2 separate regions of the Danio rerio genome follow, and region 1 is linked to region 2. A link is a contact called in public HiChIP or PLAC-seq data. All regions are on one chromosome and are shown on one strand. Each heading gives the region's core, a stretch centred on a gene start, on an enhancer-like site or on the middle of the called end of the contact. The rest is flanking DNA. Distances are from core to core; before and after follow the strand shown. Region 1 has its middle 23 kb from the start of gpsm3. Region 2 holds the start of rad21a (RAD21 cohesin complex component a).

The links. HiChIP or PLAC-seq counts read pairs in DNA pulled down with a chosen protein or histone mark.
Region 1: an H3K4me3 HiChIP or PLAC-seq map of embryo shows a contact between it and region 2, with 5 times the contacts expected there. The contact joins the enhancer-like site here to the promoter of rad21a in region 2. A contact is called at or near these places in 5 of 18 Hi-C or Micro-C datasets (caudal fin, embryo, skeletal muscle and 1 more) and 3 of 4 datasets of contacts at active chromatin or transcription factors (caudal fin, embryo and gastrula embryo).

Annotation. Positions count from the first base shown.
Region 1 is chr16:53,069,456-53,072,390 of GRCz12tu, forward strand. No RefSeq gene overlaps it. Among named protein-coding and RNA genes, the nearest start is that of gpsm3, 23 kb to the right of the region's middle. Within about 2 kb of position 1,611, at least 3 of the 62 cell types and tissues checked have an H3K27ac peak or open chromatin away from gene starts, as enhancers often do.
Region 2 is chr16:52,904,534-52,907,233 of GRCz12tu, forward strand. rad21a (RAD21 cohesin complex component a) reads right to left here and starts at 1,344. Exons shown (of 14, transcript NM_199595.1): 1 at 1,243-1,344.

The sequences.
Region 1 (2,935 bases), core at 361-2,860, 170 kb after region 2:
TGACTTTTAAGGGGTTGTTTCATATGGATTTATTAACCATTCTTACTGTTCAGTGATCGCAAACTGCCGTAGTTTATTAAAGACGCAAACTCCTCACAGCACGCCAGCTGCGCGCCTTCAGCAGACCTCCTCATTCCTGCAGCACGAGGGCTTTATGATTGTTTATGCGCGCCAAAAGTGGCGGATCTGTCCGGTAAAATATCTGACTGCGTGTCACCGCATCCCTAAGGACTGTTTGGCGAAATATTTGACTGCATGTCACTGCATAACAAACGACTGTAAGGATATAACTAGAGAACTCTCCTCTGTGCTACTGGGTGAAAGCGTATGGCAAGCCGTTTTAGCATTTAAACCTTGTTCAGACTATCCATAAATATATTTAGAGAGATCTCTAATTATATTTTGACTTGTCATAATTATAATTCGACTAGTCAGATTGGAAATATCTGCAAATATATTATGACTGACTAGTCATATTCCTCTATTGACTTCCATTGAAAAATATTTGCAGATATCTCTAAATAAACAAACAAACAAACTTTGTGTCTTTTTTTGTGGCTGGCAGATGATAATAGCAGGGCTGTATCTTTTAGTATTATATAGAATACTTTTGTTCTGCCAGATCTCCCAGGCAGGGTTTTATTTAGATTTATTTAGTTAATATTAGTATTTGGAATTCTGTGCATTGGAAAGAAGTTCTTTCTGAAGAAGAACAGTTTTTTGAAGTATTATTTGTTTTTATTGTCTATTCAGTGTCCTTCAACAAGAACAGTGGTGGTGGGGTTCATAATATTCACAATGGGATTTTATTAGTTGTTGGTTTAACCATGGATGAGATAATGGCTTCTATGTTATTTTCTTTTCAAAGACATTTCTTGTCACATGTTCAAAAACAACAGCCAATATTGCATATCTATAATTTATATAATGGGTATAATTAAACAATACTTTCACTATAACGTAAATTAGAAGTGTAATAGAAAAAATATATATTTTTGCGCCATTTAGAATTTTACTCGAATACAAATACAAATACAAATACAAATACTTTTCCCCCCTCAACAAATACAAATACAAATACAAATACCGGCTGCTCCGCACATCCCTACTATACATGTATATATAAAAATAAGCTTTTATTTGGGATGTGAATATTCATGATTAATCTTTTGGCAGGACTAATGAAATCATTATTTTTTATCACATAAATTCATTTAATATTCGTTCACAATAATAATTAGTCTTGCCTTTAACATTTTCCAAAGAAGAAATGCAGTTTTCATGCAGGACTGGGTTTGCAAACTGGTTTTAGGACCAAAATAAATTTGACACAGATACAGTGGATACCCTAACTGCTTTGCTTATACATGCTGGTTTTATTATATGGTAATTATTACAATCTCTGTAATAGAAAATTCAGAGGCAGTGACATTTTAAAAGGATAAATGAAAGTGTGCATGTTAAACCAGAAAGCGTATTCAGAGCAGTGTTTCTAACACCCTGTTGACTCTTCTCTCCAGCAGAGATGGTAATGCTCATGAATGCAGAGATGGACTGTAATAAATCCAGACGCAGCCGAGGTCACAGGTCAAAGAGGGTCAAGGAGGCGAGTGCAGACCTGACACAGTTATTTACTAGCGCAAACGCTGACTGCGGACCATAAACAACGGCTGTTTCTCTCTTATAGCTGACAGAATTCAATCAGAGCTGTGACAGCTGTTTATTATTAAATGCTGGAGGTGGAGAAATACATCTCTGCTGTTCAGCGTTCAGTATCAAATGCCTGAAAATGCCTAATAGTTCAACTCTCTACATTGTTTCAATGAAAATACAGTCTTTGTCAAAACATAGAAGATTGCAAAATATTCAACAATGTTTATTATTTTGGAGGAAAAAATAAGTATATAGTTTTTAAATATAATTATTTTTCTTTATAAATATTTATTTTAACAAATACACAACAAATTGTTTATGTTTTATAAATCTTAGACAATAATGTTAATAAATATGAATGAAATAGTCATTTAAATTCATAGAAGATGGCAAAATATTTAACAATATATACTTTTTTTTGTGGAAATATATATAATTTTTAAAATAGTTTTTCTCAGTGGCTTTGGTGCATTTCTCACAATGCTATTTACATTTGCATAACAGCTAATGCATTTCTCAGAAACAATTAAGTTATTTATGCACATCATAGTAGCAGTTTCAAATTTTTACCAACAAATTGCAAATGCTTTTGGACATGCATCAACTGCTTTCACACAACTCTCTGCTGTTTTATAACATTATCATTTCAGTGTTTCCTTTAGGATATTTTCCAGCTGTGGCGGCAGGCCTTTTTTACACAGATCTACCAACTACCTGTGGCGTTATTTCAATGACAAATCTTGTGAGCGCAGTATTACAAGTCGAGATCCCATTTATATAATAGCCTACGAGCATGCTAATCTTTTTGCTTGCGTGCCGTTTTCCTCTGCTCGTGTACAAAACTTCTTCCACGCCCTCAAATATATGCTGCTCAAGCGCAGATCTTCGTGTGCGCTCTCAAATAAATGCTGCTGAAGTGCGATATAGTGTGTTTATGTAACGAGTATGTCTCCAACATTTATTAGATTTGCTAGGAATATTTATGAATGTCTCTAATAGACAAACAGCTGCAGTAATGCATCCTGAAGTAATGTGTAGCGGCTATACGTCGTGTTTGCTGGCCTCACGCATCACACACCTGTCAGTCAGTCAGTCAGTCAGCGCGTAACCTTAAAGGGTTAAACAAATGATGCACAGCACTACTACGGTTACAAAAATGTTTGCGCTGTTATAATACACTTATCTTTTAATATGTTTTGGTGCGATTATCATCTGCTATTAAAAAAAAACAGGACTAAATGTTTTGAATGAAAAGCTGTAATGTAGCTGTGGCCGGATCAAT
Region 2 (2,700 bases), core at 94-2,593:
TCCATTAGACTTGAAGATGCCTGTGATGGATAAGTTATTAAATTAAAAGACAACATATATATAACAAAACTGCATAACGTACACCATATCTAATGCAGATCAATCTACAATATGCCAATAAAGTGCACGTGCTAGATAGTGTTAAAAAATCTTTTTGTAAAAAGTTTTATTGAGATGTATTGCTGGTGATTGGTTGGGTCTTTTCCTGATAGGGTAACTTTACAAGGACATAGGTAAATTTAGACTTATTAAAAATTATCAAAGACCTACAACACAGTAATTACGCAAATTAAAGACTATTTAAAAGTCTATAATTTAGTTTTTGAAAATTAAGACCCCGCGGACACCAGATCCATTAGACTAGAAGATGCATATGATGGATAAGTCAGCAAATTATGAGAAGAGATAAAATGCAACTGACCATATCTAAACCCTATACATCTACAAGCACATGCATTTTTATACAAGACAACAAAACAGCATGCATAAGATCTAATGCAGATCAATCTACAAAATGCAGATATATATACACAATATGGCAATAAAGTGCACGTGCATTTAGGCAAGACCATAGAACTGCACAATAAAGGGCATTCGTACCACATCTAACACAAAACAATCAATCATAAGCCTATTAAATACAAAATTATCTTATAAAAGACAAAGCTACTTCTTAAAGCTAGCCGAGATGCTAACGTTACGTTAGTTGGTTTATTTTGAAGAATTGCCCGCCTTCACACCAGCATTATAACATGAAGAAAATGAGCTAAACCACACTTTTACGCCCTTAATGAAGTGCATTATCCAAAACAATTGTTCTAAATTTTATAAAAACAAGATAAGAAAACTAAACATGCAAACGTATAAACAAGCAGCTCGATTTAAACATGCAGAACTGTTGCGTTTGTGTCCACACTAGCGTTTGGCTAAGCAGCTGATAAGCAAGCGACGCTATTTCGCTTTTAAAAAAATAATTTCTAGAACATATAGAGTGTAAACGATGTAACTTAATTTTATCTCACTCGCGTTGATCTTTTAAACGCCATAAATTGGTAATTCAGTCATTTTAATAACGCTTTCAGAGCCAAATAATTCGTAAGCTATCGTTAGCAATTAGCCTTAGCCAACTGTTGATTAGCCGCAGCACGTAAGCAGCGCGAGCGTCAAATTTCATCCCCCTGCTCGCACATTCCCCTTCTTAATCTCATTTATCCACAAAAACACGAATTTTTTGGGACGTACCATTCAAAATATCTTATCCGTGTTGTTCGTGATCAGTCTTTTCTCTCCCCTCCTACGGAGAGAAGTTAGCAACCGTTTCCTCTCATTGAATCCGACAAAGATGGCGCGCGCTCTCGGCGGGATGTTTACAGTCAAAATTTGGCGGTGGGAGGAGCTTGGTAGCTGATTGACAGGAAGCGGCTGCAAGGGAGGCTGGAGGTTGCCAGAATGGATACAGCTGCATCTGAAAGTTAAAGAGAATTATTTATTTTTTATTTAAATATCCATTAACTGAATTTATTAACGTCTACCCCTACCCCAACTCTAAACCCAATCAGCACCGTAATATAAAAACAGTAATTTTAATTATAAAATTACCCATTAAATTGTATTTATCAACGCCTACCCGCTCTCCAACCCTAAACCAACTATCACACAGTAATGTAAAGCAGAATTTATACAGAGTATTATTCATATTATTTATTAAAATAGCCATTAAACTGTATTTTTCTAATGTCTACCCGATGACAACCCTAAACCCAACCATAACAGTAATGTAAAACAGTAATTACACAGAGCCTTATGCATATCAAAATACCCATTATTGTATTTTATTAACGTCTACCCCAACCCTAAACCTAACTCTCGCAGTAATATAAAAAAATATATTATTTATTGTTGTGTCACAAAAATTAACATGAGAATCCGCAGCTGTATTCCTTCTACGCTTCACCTTGGCGGCTGGTGGTAGGCGGGGCTTAGCTGGTGATTGGCAGGCAGTGGCTGTAGCGGAGTCCAATGACAGCGCGCTGTTCAGTTGGCAGAGGGCGGTGTTGCCTTACTAACCGAATGCGAGGCGTCACAACAATGAGCTACAGGAAGTCTGCGGTTCTTCTTTGTATACATTTTCTTTTGTGTGCATGAATAATAGGTGAACATTTCATAAAATGCTCATAGAAGGTTGCATCTGAAGACACTCAATAAAATACACTTTAGTGACGTAGAAAGCTGAACTACTTGTGAGTTTTATCACTTTTCCTGCTTATTATGCATACACACTTTTCACACTTTTTATATATATACACAACACACTCACCAGCCACTTTATTAGGTACACCTTACTAGTACCAGGATGGACCCCCTTTTGCTTAATTCTTAGTGGCATAGATTTAACAAGGTGCTGGAAATATTCCTCAGAGATTTTGGTCCATATTGACATGATAGCAGCTGCACATCCATGATGCGAATCTCCTGTTCCACCACATCCCAAAGGTGCTCTATTGGATTGAGATCTAGTGACTGTGGAGGCCATTTGAGTACAGTGAACTCATTGTCATGTTCAAGAAACCAGTCTGAGATGATTCATGCTTTATGACATGTTATAGCCATCAGAAGATGGTACACTGTGGTCATAAAGGGATGGACATGGTCAGCAACAATACTCAGGTAGGCTGTGGCATTGAGACGATGCTCAATTGA